Linked DNA regions of Mus musculus: all the other regions are linked to region 1. A link is a contact called in public Hi-C, promoter capture Hi-C and targeted proximity ligation data. All regions are on one chromosome and are shown on one strand. The core of a region is the stretch at or near the end of the contact, and the rest is flanking DNA. Distances in the headings are between cores, read along the strand shown.

The links. Promoter capture Hi-C pulls out the DNA fragments that hold promoters and counts their contacts. A called contact is a pair of places that touch in the nucleus more often than the background predicts. Capture Hi-C pulls out chosen DNA fragments and counts their contacts.
Region 2: a Hi-C map of B cells shows a contact between it and region 1, with 5 read pairs. A contact is called at or near these places in 1 of 39 promoter capture datasets (pre-B cells) and 1 of 484 Hi-C or Micro-C datasets (B cells).
Region 3: a contact with region 1 is called in a targeted proximity ligation map of large pre-B cells, with 4 times the contacts expected there. A contact is called at or near these places in 1 of 130 datasets of targeted methods (large pre-B cells) and 1 of 9 other capture datasets (liver).
Region 4: a promoter capture Hi-C map of embryonic stem cells shows a contact between it and region 1, with 2.9 times the contacts expected there. A contact is called at or near these places in 9 of 39 promoter capture datasets (the C10 cell line, the HPC-7 cell line, cranial neural crest and 6 more), 14 of 130 datasets of targeted methods (the 230-238 cell line, T-cell acute lymphoblastic leukemia, acute myeloid leukemia and 10 more) and 2 of 9 other capture datasets (liver and macrophages).
Region 5: a promoter capture Hi-C map of pancreatic islet shows a contact between it and region 1, with 3 times the contacts expected there. A contact is called at or near these places in 3 of 39 promoter capture datasets (cranial neural crest, embryonic stem cells and maxillary cranial neural crest), 2 of 130 datasets of targeted methods (differentiating embryonic stem cells and fetal liver) and 1 of 9 other capture datasets (pancreatic islet).

What each region holds. Positions count from the first base shown.
Region 1 is chr19:8,740,440-8,743,240 of GRCm38.p6, reverse strand. It overlaps Stx5a (syntaxin 5A), which reads right to left and starts at 1,438. Exons shown (of 10, transcript NM_019829.4): 1 at 744-1,438; 2 at 317-387; 3 at 106-161. The coding sequence starts at 968. Wdr74 (WD repeat domain 74) reads right to left here. Exons shown (of 11, transcript NM_134139.1): 11 at 2,617-2,801. The coding sequence ends at 2,663. 1700092M07Rik (RIKEN cDNA 1700092M07 gene) reads right to left here and starts at 2,523. Exons shown (of 2, transcript NM_001177347.1): 1 at 2,395-2,523; 2 at 2,016-2,266. The coding sequence starts at 2,473. The coding sequence ends at 2,085. It overlaps Mir6992 (microRNA 6992), which reads right to left and starts at 270; the gene lies at 162-270.
Region 2 is chr19:6,908,729-6,911,529 of GRCm38.p6, reverse strand. It overlaps Prdx5 (peroxiredoxin 5), which reads left to right and starts at 1,424. Exons shown (of 6, transcript NM_012021.3): 1 at 1,424-2,071. The coding sequence starts at 1,913. Trmt112 (tRNA methyltransferase 11-2) reads right to left here and starts at 1,832. Exons shown (of 4, transcript NM_001166370.1): 1 at 1,268-1,832; 2 at 1,066-1,167; 3 at 857-946; 4 at 502-778. The coding sequence starts at 1,345. The coding sequence ends at 671. Esrra (estrogen related receptor, alpha) reads left to right here. Exons shown (of 7, transcript NM_007953.2): 7 at 1-553.
Region 3 is chr19:7,239,750-7,242,550 of GRCm38.p6, reverse strand. Naa40 (N(alpha)-acetyltransferase 40, NatD catalytic subunit) reads left to right here and starts at 1,329. Exons shown (of 8, transcript NM_027643.1): 1 at 1,329-1,613. The coding sequence starts at 1,608.
Region 4 is chr19:7,493,046-7,495,846 of GRCm38.p6, reverse strand. It overlaps Atl3 (atlastin GTPase 3), which reads right to left and starts at 1,409. Exons shown (of 13, transcript NM_146091.4): 1 at 1,186-1,409. The coding sequence starts at 1,231. Gm52401 (a long non-coding RNA gene) reads left to right here and starts at 2,053. Exons shown (of 2, transcript XR_003952920.1): 1 at 2,053-2,230; 2 at 2,800-2,801.
Region 5 is chr19:7,556,067-7,558,867 of GRCm38.p6, reverse strand. It overlaps Plaat3 (phospholipase A and acyltransferase 3), which reads right to left and starts at 1,409. Exons shown (of 5, transcript NM_139269.2): 1 at 1,304-1,409; 2 at 873-936. The coding sequence starts at 887.

The DNA of each region.
Region 1 (2,801 bases), core at 189-2,688:
TAAATCCCCAGCACCATAGAAAAAATAAGACAAAACCTCCATGAGCCTCACCTCCTAGTACTATGTTTCACTGTCCCACCTAGGAAAGGCCTCCCAAACACTCACAGATTGTTAGCTTCTCCAGCTTGGCAAATGTATTGCTGAGATCTTTCCCAATGCGCCTGCAAATGATCATCAGTGAGAAGGTTGTGGTAAAGGGCAGGAAAGAGGCTGTTACCATAACCTCCAACACAACCAATTCCACTCAGCCAAACCATCACAGGCAGATATACTTAAGACACTGTATCACCCCACCACAACGCCCCTCTCAACTCACCTGGCCATGAGGGTAAATTCACTGCACTGTCGGGCTGCGTGCAGAGCCGGTTTGCTTGTTTGGATTCCATTCTGAATTGTATCAAAAAGTTGCTACTTTAGTTCCTGTCACTACTTACCTCAGCTTTTCACTGCTCCCTCACATAACCCACTAAACACTCTAGCGCTGTTGACATCAGACAATCTACATTTATCAGTGGTTTGTAGATAAGAAAAAAATTAGATGTAGGTTTAAATCCTGACTCATCCTTTGTGGTATTTAGGGCAACTTACTTAAAGTATTCTTGAAATTACTGAAGACAATTCCTCCTCTCCTACTGATAAGATTAGTCTATCTAAGAGTTGTAAATTAAGTTTAGACAACTACCAAACAAACCTAAGCATTAACTAAATGGGCTCACGCCTGCCTTTCCACTCCAGCTTCTTACCTGACGGCTCTGCAGGGACTTGCAGGCAGACTGGAACTCCTGGGTCCGATCCCGGCAGGACATGGTGTCGGGAGGGGAGGGGACCAGGGCCACCGGAGTGGGCAAAGGAGTGCTGTCACTGCTGCTACTGATAGCAGTTGCAGGGGACAGAACCTGTGTCTTTGAGAGACCCAGGTAGACACCCTGATCCGTGTTCTTAGATCCGTAGCGTTTCCGCGGGATCATCGAGTCGCATAACCTCAGACTGTTGTGGAGAGGAGAATGTCATTCTCCAGACAGCCTCTTTCCCCAAACGCTCCCCTCAACTAGCAAATCCCCAGGCCCTTTCCCGTATTTGACAGACTTTGGAGCCCACGGCCACCCGCAGATCCTGCACCCTGGACACGGCGAGAACGGTCAGCTTCCTCCAGGCCCAAGGCGAAGCCTCCTCAGAGTCTCCTTCCGACTTGGCTCTGACTGCCAGAGCTCCGGCCGGGGCCCCTAAAGTCGAGAAAACAGCCACAGCCTGGTCCTGCGGCCCTGAACTTCCAGGCAGACCTTTGCAGTTAGCCCAGGTCTCAATCCTGCCTTTGGTATACGTGATTTCCTTCCCCCTCTCACAGAAAACAGCAACCGATCTCCAGAGGTGGACACACTTCGGAGGGCGGAGGGGGAGGCGAAAAAACCCTCTTAAAAGTGTTTATTTGAAACAGGAAGTCCCACCTCCGTCAAAGTTCCGCCTGTTGGAAGACTGCAGCCACTGATTGGATGGGGCCAAGTTTTTCCTTAACAAGACCTTTCCTGATTGGACAGCGAGGTATTCGCTTACGCGGAGCCGCCAGCAGGACTTACTCCTGGCTCCCTTCCCCCCTCCCCCGTCAAGCCGCTGCCCGGAGCTGAGCCGAACGACAGAGGCTGGACTCCTACTGAAGCGAAACCCTACCTCTTCTGTTTCCTACCGCCACCACCACCGCCACTCTTCCCAGATCGTTGCCGCCTCCTCGAAGGACTTGTAAGCAGTGGAAGCCGGACCAAAGAACAGGAGCCGCCACGTCACCTAGACGTACTCCTAACTCGGTGACGTGGCTGCTGCGCCACGCCTTTTTTTTAGCCCAGAGACAGAAAGAACACACCCCTACCATGCAAACTCGACTCCGCTCTCCTATTGGTTAGACTGCCACCGCGGCCCCGCCCCTGAAGTGCGAGAACAAATCTGGACCTGCTGGGTTAGAGGCGCCTTAAAGAGCCTGTGTGTGGTCTCAGAGCCTTTAAAGCTGGAAGCCTAGGCCTAAGTGTTTTCAGCAGATTCGCAATATTAACTTTATTCTCTGGTGTTGGGGAGGACTAAGACCAGGGTTGTAGTCAGCCTTTTTCTGGTTCCTTGTGGCTTCCCTCATGTTTGCGTTCCTGCATCTGATTGTCCTGCTTGCCTGACCGCGAGGACTCCCGACGGCTGAACATGGATAGCCTGCGCCACAGCACGGTGATCAGGAGACTTTCGTTAGATCTTTGTTTACGGCGGCCTGAGTTGTCCACTTCGTTGCCTACAAGCACCACAGGGTCCACTTAATTCACTTCTGTTCTCTCCAGCCCCACCTCTGGGGCAGTCCCTTTGGGGCACCTCCGGCTCCCATTCCAGGACCTGAGACCCGTTTTTTGTATCTAGTCCTACCTTCCCTGCCATCCTCTGTTACTTCATCCCTTGCTTGCTCATCCGAGGCCCAACGGTTCTTGTCCTGACAGCAGCCCATGGCCCCGAAAGGCGCAGGACTCTGTCACCCTCCCCAGCCAGCCTAGCTCTGGGCCTAGCTTTTGTGATGTCAGGTCTCCCGCAGCTAGGTGAGGGAACCCCTCCCACCTACAAGGCGTTTCTCCCATCACAAAAGGTCCAGGATCAGTACGCGCGTTGGGCTATTTATTAACAACATGAGCAAGGGGCTTCAAGGACTGGTGGATCCAGGCCGCTTCTTTTTCTTCCTTCTTTGGAGAGCACCTTGTGTCTGGTCCAAATCTGGGAGCTTCCGCTTGGCAGCTGCCTCCAAAGAGGCCCAAAGTTCATCTGTCTCTGTGTCTTCTGAG
Region 2 (2,801 bases), core at 175-2,674, 1.8 Mb after region 1:
AGTGCTGCCCCTTGCAAGCCATAACGTGCCCCCCAAGAGTGTTGGGGGCCTCGCGGAAGCCATAGGGGGCTGCAGGGGATGTGCAGGAGGCAGACACTGATCTCAGGGAGGGAAGGGATGGAGGCCGCCGGCTCCCACTGGGTGATGCTTTTGCTGCTGCTTAATCCGATCTCCTCTCCGGAGCAGAGGGGGGCTTGGAAAGCAAAGGCCCCGTCCCTTCGCTCCTCTCCTCATCCGCATTGGGCATTATTGCCCCCCCTTGAAGCAATAACTCCAAGCAGGCTCCAGCCCCTGGACCCCAGGGGTGGCCAGGGCCCCCTATCAGCTCCCACCTCAAGGGGTGGGGGACAGCACTGCCTCTATGCCCTGCAGAGCAATAACACTATATTTATTTTTGGGTTTGGCCAGGGAGGCGCAGGGCCATGGGGCAAGCCAGGGCCCAGAGCCCTTGGCTGTACAGAGACTCTATTTTAATGTATATTTGCTGCAAAGAGAAACCGCTTTTGGTTTTGAACCTTTAATGAGAAAAAAAATATACTATGGAGCTCAAGTACACGGTGGTCGGTGAGTCACTGGGGGGAGTTTGGGGGTCACACATGACACGTCTATTTAACAGACCGTACAACAGAAACACACAGTCAACAAAATACCAAAGTGGCGGCTAGCAAGGTTACGTCTCAGTCTCCTCATCATTCAACAGCATATTGGGGATCCCGCGGCTGATGGGGAAAAGACGACCAGATTCTGGGCATTGCAGGGTGCCCTCCAGTACATCAACCTGCAGGGGAGCAGGACAAAGCTAAGCACCGGTAGCCTCAGTGGGAGGTCTGGGCAGGCGATGCCCAAGGATTCTCACCTCAAGCAACACGTGGTGCATCTTCCTCAAAAATGTCTCGTCGTGCTCATAGCCTTCAGTCGGCTCTTTGGGTACCTCGGCCAAGTTTAACTGTGGAAAGGAAGCGTACGTGGTCAGTGGGCACACGAACACCGAGGCCGTCCGGGCAGGGAAGAGGCTCAGAGCCTGAGCCCGCCCCCAAGGGGCGACAGAAGGGGCGGGGTCCTTACGGTGTCCGCTGCCTGCACAAGCGCCGCCCACTCCACTTTGGGGATCATCCGCGCCACGAACTCCGGGTTGAACTCCACGGGGTTGATGCGGACCTCAGTGGCCTGCGGGGGGGGGGGGGCGGTAAAAAGGTTTAGCGAGGTAGGTCCGGGTCCCGGAGGCTCCACCCTGAACTATATGGGCGATGAACCCTTGTGCAGTTACCTGCAGGCGCAGCGGGAAGCCACGCGTGCCCACGCCCCGCACATGGGAGCTTAGGAGATTGTGGGTGAGCAGTTTCATGTTGTCACAGCGGAGCGCGTGAGGCCGGAACCGGAAGGAGTCCACACTTCTCCTTTCTACCACTTCCGCTTTGAAGCCGTTGAACTCTTCGCCGGACCGGAAGTGGCCGACTTAGGGGACCTTTTGGGGGGCTTGGCGGCAGCCGAGATCGGAAGGACTGTGTTGGGTCACGTCCTGGTACCGGAAGCGTTTCTCGGGGAGACTGCAAAGGCTTACGCCGAATCCCGCTCGCTGAAGAGAGTACACACTATGCAAGTCACGTGTAAACCGGCTGCGTTACGGCGCAGGTAAAACGAACACATTTGAGGCTCAGCCAGATCATCCCCGACCTCTGTTTGCGGCTATGGGTCACGAACTGTCACGTCGGTAAACCAGGCACCTCTTTCTGCGATTGAAGAAGGTGTGCGAGCCCTGAGAGCCCCGCCGCGTCGTAGTGCGTCACGGCCCTGCCCCTCTAAGCCGGCGCTGTGGCTGCGACGTGGGACGTGCGGCGTGGGCGGAGCTGTCCCTGCATCCACCTCCTGTGGGCAGAGCCATCTGCGGGTGGGCTGCGGCAGCGGGGCGGGTATGCTACAGCTGGGGCTTCGAGTCCTGGGCTGCAAAGCCAGTTCTGTGCTCCGTGCATCGACGTGCTTGGCAGGCAGAGCAGGCCGGAAAGAAGCAGGTTGGGAGTGTGGCGGAGCCCGCAGCTTCAGCAGCTCCGCGGTGACCATGGCCCCGATCAAGGTGACCGGTTTTACCTTTCCTGGGTCCAGCCTATCGCGTCTCTTTGGGTTCCACGCGGGGTCTCGGGCTGTCCTCCTTGACGTTTCTTCTTGTCATGTTTTTTGTAAGACCCTGTCTCTGCTTCTCCGTCCTGGGACATTTCTTGAGCTGCCCTCTCACATCTATGCCACGTCCAGGGACAAGTCCCCACCATTTTCAAGCGACCGAATGCTATGTCATTTCCCACATTCTTAAAATGCCTCTTTTGCCGCTTGGCAGCTTTTCCAACCCTTTCCCCAAAGCCCCAGCACTTTTGTGATTGTACTAAACTCCATTTCATCTCATCTTTTGAAAGAGCCATGGTCCCTTGGGGACCTGGGTTGATCTTTTCCACTTCTGTTTCCACTCTATGTATGCTCACCCCGATCCCGCCCTTCTGTTTGATCTTTCTGGGAATTCTTGAACCTATCCCCTCTCCTGTTTTTGGACTTAATTTTTAGAGAAAGAGAGAGGGAGGGAGAGAGGAAGGGAGGGATGGAGGGAGGGAAGGAAGGGGGGGGGCACACAGAGACAGAGGTTGACTTACTATATAGTCTTGGCTGGCCAGGAACTTGGTGTGTAGACCAGACTGGCCTCAAACTCCTAGAGATCTGTCTGACTCTGCGTCCCGAATGTTAGGATTAAAGGCCCTTTATAAAAAGAAGAAAAAAGAAAAACTTTTAAACATGTACTTAGTGTGTGTGTTTGGTAA
Region 3 (2,801 bases), core at 80-2,579, 1.5 Mb after region 1:
ATTTATTTAACTGGCTTATTATCTCCTTTCTAGAAAATACCAGCAGATCTTTTTCCTGTTTGATACTATTTCTTTCCTTCTCTCTCTCTCTCTTTTCTTTTTTAAATTTTTTGAGATTTTATTTATTTAGGTCTTTCAAGCTAGGATTTCTCTGCGTAGCCCTGGCTGTCCTGGAACTTGGTCTATAGACCAAGCTGGCCTCAAACTAATGAGATCCACTTGCCTCTGCCTCCCAAATGCTGGGATCGCCTGACTGTGTCTGTGTGACTGTGTTAGATCCCTTGTACCTGGAGTTATATATAGTTCTAAGCTGCCATGAGTCCTAGGAACCTGGTTCTTTTAGATGGGTAGCCATTGCTCTTAACCTCTGAGCTGTCTCTCAAGCCCCATGGTCCTCCAACCTCTGCTTCCATAGTACTTGGATCACAGGTAGGAGCCACCACACTCAGCTTGGTATTGTTTTCTTTGCTGCCTGAAACAGTGCCTACCACTGCAGTAGGCACTCGCTGCACGTTGCCAGGGCTACAACTTCTCTGAGCAATAAACGTAGGATAATGATTAAAATCTGAAAATTTTAAATTTAAGACTGGAGCCAGGGCGTTCTAATTTTGTGTGTGTGTGTGCCCGCGCTAATAGAGACTCTGGAGTAGGGGTTGTAGCTCAATGACAGAACTCTATCATGTGTGAAACCATGAATTTGACCCTCAGTACAGGGCTGGCAGGGTCAAGGAGGCCAACCTAAGCCAAACCAAGCAAAACAAAAACAACAACAACAACAAAAACCAACCAACCAAACAAAAAAAAACCAAGAAAGCTAAGATTTTGATTCCCGCCTCCACCCCAGATTTCAGGGTTAGTCCCAAGGGTTTGCAAACTGCTCTATCTCCCTAGGTGATTCCCATGCAGGTCATGTGGAGGTCACACTACCCAGATGTCTGCTCAAACTGAAAAAAATAGGACCCAGAACACCTGAGGTCTTTAGTTACACAGGAGTTACAAGCTCCTTTAGGACACAAACTTCTGTATCCTCTGGGTTCAGCACAATGTATGTGCATGTTAATGCCGTGTGAACGAATGTTGAGAAGGATGAATGGGTATAACAGGACTTGTTAGAAAAGGCATGCCAAGGGTCAGCTTCTAGAAGTCAGAATGCTTCCAGACTTTTGGCTGTGCCTGCGCGCCTCAGCGAAGGCAGCCCGCACCACCGCCCACCAAGTGGCTCCGAGGCTAGCTTGCTCCAGGCCGGCGCGCGCCCTTCCGCTCCGCGTGGTCGTTGCCATAGTTACAGACGCGGACCGTCGAGGGGGCGGGGCCGGCGCGTGCGCGTCATTCCTAGCGCGACGCTCTGCCGCGCCTCCCGCCTTTCTGTTCTCAGGCCTTCCGCGCGCACGGCAACCGTTCCACCTGCGCGCCTTCGCGCTCGCCGCCCACTCTGGTCCGGTTCTGCGCCGGCGCGGGGCCCTCTAGGACGCGCGGGGGATTTGTGAGACGCATGCGTAGTGCGCGGCCGGCCGCTTCGCTGTCGCTCGGGTTCCGCCGTTGCCACCTCCCTACGGGCAAGTGCGAGAGGGGAGCCGAGGGCCGCCGCCGTCGCCGCCGCCGCCACCATGGGGGTAAGTGAGGCTGGAGAAGTAATGGGAAGTCCACAGCTGCCGTTCACCCTCTGCGTCCTCATTGTTTCGTGAACCCCCTCACGTGACCCTGACCCCTTACAGTCTCACGTGACCCCCGGCCCCCACTTGACAAGAGTTCCCCACGCCTCGTTGTAAAGGTCCCGGCGTTGAGCCTAGCCCAGAAATTCTCTGGGAGCCCTCTTCTCCCCCCCGCCCCCCACTCCGTTCTCTTCGTGCCCCTTCCTGCCTCTCTGACCCCCTAGAAGGCCTCCCCACTCCCGAGCCCCTGCTGCGTCCCTGATATTAGCCCCTTGCTCCTTGAAGACACCCATCATCTGGCTGTCACGGTCCTAGCGGTTTCCTGCTACCCGAACTTGTAGGGAACTGAGGCAGGGAGGCAAGAAGGCGTATGGCCAAGGTCACATTGATATGGCTTGGGCGCTGGACCCCATCCGGTGACTCCGGAGTCTCGATGGAATCTGCTTCCCACTGCTCAAGTCTCTGCCCAGCCAGTTCCCCTACACTTTTGAACCGTCTGCTACCAGCTTCTTCCTGCTTCAGATGAAACGTAGTCTTCCTTACCACACAGGCATGCCCGTTCAGCTTCTGGCTGCAGTAAAATGGATCTTAGAAGTTGGATTGTTCTTAGTCTTGTTACTGCAGGTGGCTTGCAATGGAAGAGGGGGTGGAGGTGTACAGATGAGTAGGGGGGATGGGCTGGTTATAGTCCCAGCCTGGATGTATAGTAACCACCTGTTATGGTCTGACAGCAAGAAGATGCATTTCCATGGCCTTTCCTGGGATATGCAGATCTAGGGTTGGGCAAAAGCACCCTCCTAAAAATGTAACTCTCTGATCATAGGGTTCGTGTGGAATTTGCAACACTTTTAGCGAGTCCTGACTTTGAAACTAGATGTGCCTCAGTGGCAGCCCCATCTTTAACGGCTAGTGGCATGACCCTGCAGGTGATGAGGCCTGGCTTGGTTTTATTCCTATTTGTGCGATGCACGTGACCTCCTCTTAGGATAGTGATGAAGATTAAATGAGAAAATGGATGTAAATAGCCCACTAGGTGCCTTTAAGCAGTAGCTGCTATTTTGCTTATATTCTCAGCCTCACTTCAGTGATCTAAAATAGATTGGTGCTATTTTTATTCCTTTGGGTTTGTCCCTACTGTCACTAACCTAG
Region 4 (2,801 bases), core at 160-2,659, 1.2 Mb after region 1:
CACCACCCCTCAACTGTTTTTCTTATGGTTATGACTATTACAAAAGACAGTAAACTACCGAAAATAAAACAATGTTGGTATTGGCCTTATGCTTCACTAGGTGAAAATGTTTTTCACCCATACATCCCCTCACGCATGTAAAAGCTGCACAGGAATTTCTAGAATACAAGCTGGTTTTCGTAGGAAGCAAAACAGCCCTCATTTGATGTTGCAGTTTGTATGTAAGCTGAATACTGACATAGAGTACAAATCCTTAACGTAGGTTTTACTTAACTCCACTTCTCCAAAACAAAACTGAGAACCATGACGTTTTAGACTGCTAGGGGTTTTTTTTTTTTTTTTTTTTTTTTTCTTCACCTTTTGCAAAACATTCCACTTCGTACTCAAATTTGAAGACTGGGGTTTGCTAAAAAATTCTTCAAACACTACTGTTGACTCTTCTTTTTTTTTTCCTTTAGATTTCGCAACTGAAACTTGCAATCATTTCAGGGCCATACCCATTAAACAAGCACAGTGCCAGGTAAAATGACAGGCGAAACTGCATCCATGAATTTACGGAGGGACTATTTGGTTTTCATTTAGTACTTTTACCACCTCATTTTATGTCTCCGGCAAAGCCAAAGGAACCAAACTTACTTTAAAAAAAAAAAAAACAAAACAAAAAACTTGCAAAACAAAACAACCAAATTTAGGCCAATTCTTTTATCACCAAACATGGAGATAAGCGCGGGTGGAAAACGAACTTTACTAATACTTGTCAGTATCTCAAGGTCTTTTCGTTTAAAATAAAACCTTTCAACTCCAAGGCTGCACCGCAGCATTCCAGCACTTTAAGGCTCAACAATAAAGCCTTCCGCCGATCCCGGCCCGTTAAGACGGACCGCCAACCTCGCTTCCCGACCCGGAGCGCGCCACCGCCCGGCACGCCCTGCCCAGCACAGGGCGGAGCTCGACGGGCCAGAACACCAGGCCGCAGGAGGCCGCGGGCTCCCGGCGGAGACTGGGAACGTTCCCCGCTCCAGGAGCCCCGGCCCTGAATTCCGAGCCGAGACACCCGGCGGTGCGGCCTCCCGTCGCCACACCAAAAAAGGCGGCGGCAGGGACGGCTTGTCACCTCGGAGCCGAAGCACTGGGAGGCAGCGTGGGTAACCACGGACCGGGTCCCGGGAAAATTGGACGCCTCACCTGCTCCTCTCGATGCCACCGCTGCAGTTCGCTGAGGGGACAACATGGAGCCTCCTCCTTCAGCAGAAGTAGCAGAGGCAGAGAAGACAGGAGCGGGTTGAGGCTGCCCTGGAGGAGGGAAACAGGCGGAGCCTGGACTTGGGGAGAAACCGAGAAGGAGGGGCGCGCGGAGAAAGCCTACAGCTCAGGAGACAGCCCTGCCGATGGCGCAGGGCGTGACGAGGGCGGGAAAGCGCACGCGGCCGAGTCCCGCCACCGTTCGGTGCGCGTGCGCCGGAGCGGGGATCGTGCCGCGGGTACCTGTGACTGCGTACTGGAATGTCGGGTCCATCGGGAATTGTAGTTCGGCGTTTTCTTGGGCCCGGCCCCTCTGACCCGGGTGTTCGCCCTCATCCGGGGCGTAGAGGAAACGGAGGACAGGACTGGGCCGAGTGGGTCTTCCTACCGCTGAACTACAACTCCCATTAGGCCTTGCAAAGGGAAAAAAATGAGGAGGGCTCTCGGAAGACCCTGCCCGGCGCCTAACCCGGGGACCAGGGCCGGGCTTTGGCCACCCGGTTCCCGCCGGGAGCCCCCACCCGGCCCGCGTGCTGGGCTCTGGTGTTCCTCGCTGGCCAGGACTACAGGTGGTGGTATGAAAGAATTAACATGATGACGCGAACGCTTCGACTTTGACTTCACAAGGACAGACCATCGTGACTTCATTATCATCACCATCACCCCTAATCTCTGATCTGACCAAGGCTTACTAAAAGCTAAAGTAACGCCGGTCGTGGTGGCGCACGCCTTTAATCCCAGCACTTGGGAGGCAGAGGCAGGAGGATTTCTGAGTTCGAGGCCAGCCTGGTCTACAAAGTGAGTTCCTGGACAGCCAGGGATACACAGAGAAACCCTGTCTCGAAAAACAAAAAAACAAAACAAAACAAACAAACAAAAAGCTAAAGTAAGACCTTACTAAGTCAGGCTCCGGGTGGCACGCTGGTAATCCCAGTACTGGAGACCAGGAGAGGAGGATCAGGTGTTCAATACCTTCCTGAACTACATAGTGAGTCTCTGTCTCATTTTCGCGCGACCTCAGACTATTCTGAGCCATGACCCACCTTTTGTAAACTTTAGACTTCTAGGACCGTGATTCAAAGTTACTTTACAAAAGGAAGTTGTTGGGAAATGCTTTTATTCATACTTGACATATTGTGAAAATACAATTTGCCACAACTAAATACTGTTTTCTAACAAATCCTATAGATGGAGGTAGTGTCACCCCAGTGACTTGATTTTTCCTCACCATTGTTTCGTTCATTCAGCAAATGTTTTCTTTATTCCTTCGGCCTACCCTGAACTTCCCTCTATCTCTACACCCTGCCAAGCCTTTCAGCTATCTTTACTTCCTGAGCAATTATGCCAAAGGTTATGAGGTAAAAATTATTCGTAGCCTACCTAAAGAAATCCTGTTTACACTTCTTTAACCCCTCTTTGAGCCCCTTTACCCCCCAAACTCTCAAGACTGTTAGGAAACTCTCTTCTAGCTTTTAGATTTAAACCAAATTAGATCTTCTAGGCTATTGTGTAGTTGTTTCTTCTAAGGTGGACATGACCATTGCTGTCTTGAATCAGCC
Region 5 (2,801 bases), core at 160-2,659, 1.2 Mb after region 1:
GTGCAGCCTGGAGTGACTCTGCTGCTATGAGAACTGTTAGGTTTTAAGTGTTGTTTTCACTTGGGAACCGAATAAACTTGAACTTGATTATAATCCCACACCAGTACTCAGCTGGAGCACAATCCCAAGAGGGTTGTCTGCAAAAACCTGAACCAAATCAACAGTCTTGTTAAAATGAAGAAGACATTTGCCCTGTTCCAATCTCAAGACATCATGGGTTAACAAAGATGCCGGGGGCTGGGATGTGGCTCAGTCGGTAGAGTGCTTGCCTACCATGCAGGAGGGCTTCACAAAACTGGGTATGGGGCCTCACACCTATAATTCCAGCACTCAAGAGGTGGGGGCAGAGAAACCAGAAGGAAGAAACTGTCCTCGCTAAATAGGAAGTTTGAGGCCAGTCTGGGCTACCTGAAGCCTTGTCTCAAAAACAAAAGCAAAACAAAAATCAGAAAGAAAAGAGAAGGGGGGATGGAGGGAAGAAATGAAGGAAAAGCCAGAGCTGAGTGTTTGCTGGCAGCAGGGATGGCCATGGGTCAGCTGACAAGACAAAAATAAGCAGAATCAACTTCAGACATTCGACCCAGGAACCTGCCCAGGGTCCGGGTTTGGTAAGAAGACCCAGCCCCCAACTTCCCCCCCTCTACTGCTTTCTATTGAGCATGTTTCAAGCAGGGTGGCAGCCAACTGCTGAGGCTCAACAGGTGGCAGCTGACCCACAGCTCATACCTGATCCCCCAAGGGTTCAAATGTAGCTTCCTCACTACAAAGCTCCTCTCTTCAAAACAGCGAGTCAGACCCGGAGAAAACAAGAGTCACCATTAAAACACTACACCCATCCCTGGCCCACCCTTGGCTTCTCACGCTGTACTTACTATGGGTGCTAGCATTTTCCAGGATGTGTGAGCTTCAATTTCAGCTTAGCAGCAGCGTGGATGCCTAAGACACAGAGGGGAGCAAAGCTCATTAAGTCTCTAGCAAGTCTCCAGGAGCAGGGTAGCTTTTAGCAGAGCCCTCCAGAAACTTCCACCAAACTTCTCCAACTTTCTCGCTCTCCTCCGCTCTGACCTGAGCTTGCCCTTGAATAGACAAATCCCTCTCTGTAGGGCAGAAGCGGCTCACGGGATCCTTGGTCACCAGCAGGGTTCCTGGCCAGGCAGGCATTCGTGCGCCCCTGGCTCCTTTTCTCCGCGTACGGCGGATGGCAGACAGGTGGCAGCTCTCGCCTGGCTTGTTTACGCAGCCGAAACACTCTCCGCCTCCCAGACAGCCCTCGGGGACCCGCAGAGGCACCCGGGCTTCTCACCTTTGCTTGGGTCCCAGAAAAAAACTCTCCAACCTCCTCGCGCCCCAAGTAGGCAAGTGGAGGCCAGCGCAATGGGGACTGGTTTAATGGCCGCAGAGTCCAGGCTGAGCCAGATCACCCCGCCCCTCCTCCTGTAACTGGCTAATGAGAGCGTCGCCAAGGGCATGCCACTACTCAGTAGTCACTTAGATGCCTCCCTCCCGCTGCGTTCCCGCCTCTCTGCTCCTCTGCCCCAGATTCCCCAGCCCTTGACAGCCTATACACACTCCTCATGGAAGAACATGTTATGTCGAATTACATTTAATCTTTGTACATGAATCATACCAAAAGGCTATTTTTTAAGAGTAATACATGCCTGAAATCCTAGCATTTGACAAGCTGAAGCAGGAGGATTGCCATAAGTTTAAAGTTAGCCTGAGCTACTGTTTGAGATCTTCTCTCCAAAATAATAATAATAAATAATGATGATGATGATGATAATAATAGCCAGATGTAGTTGTTTATGCCTTTGTTTCCTGCACTCAGGAGGCAGAGGCAGGCCCATCTCTGTGAGGCTAGCTCCACATAGTGAGTTCCAAGGGTGCCAGAGCTATGCAAAGAGACCTTGCCTCAAAAATCCAAAATATAATAATAAAAATAAAAATAATGACAACAACAGTAATGTGGGGTTGAGGAGCTGGCTCAGGGGTTGAGAGCACTTGCTGCTCTTGCAAAGGGCCCCGGATGGTTCCCAGGATCCACATGGTGGCTCACAACCATGATTAACTCAGTTCCAGGGGATCCAATACCTTCTTTTGACATTGTTACTCATGAGGTACAGACCTGGTACATGTGCACACATACTGACAAAACACACATAGAGAAGACAGCTTGCACAGGGGTTTCAGCCAATAGAAAGTCTTTATTAGCCTGGCTGTCAACTACAGTGGGTGTTCAGTGTAGCACTTAGCTTTTCTCAGAGTGAGCTTTTAAACACAAAAACCATGTTCTGGGTTGGCATTCTTCAGTTAACAAGAACAGTTAGCCAAAAGCAGGCTCACAGAAGCCAAAAATAAGATTAGTACACCTGGCCTCTGTTTTAGCTTTGGCAGGTGGTGCTGTCTGCCTGAATGATACTTCCATCATGGAGTCAGTTGTGCTAAAGTCTTGGGGCCCACTAAGTCTGAAGCTCTGTTACACTCATAAAATAAATCTCAAAACATTTTTGTAATTGAAGGAGTTAAAAAAATACACTCCCTGGCATTTTGATTGAGGAACATGAAATATGTAATTTCTTTTGATTTCCTTTTCAATATTCAGAGATTACTTTATTCGTGTTTGAAATCAAATCCATGAACATAAAAGGTTAGATGTTTAAAACAGTATATTACCATTGCACAAATGAAAAAAGAAAAAGAAGCATTCTGGACAAACATGGCTACTGTTCATTTCTGTACAGTGTTCTTTTCTCTTTCTTAAAAGCAGAAGATGAGGCTCTGCATGGTGGCACATGCCTTTA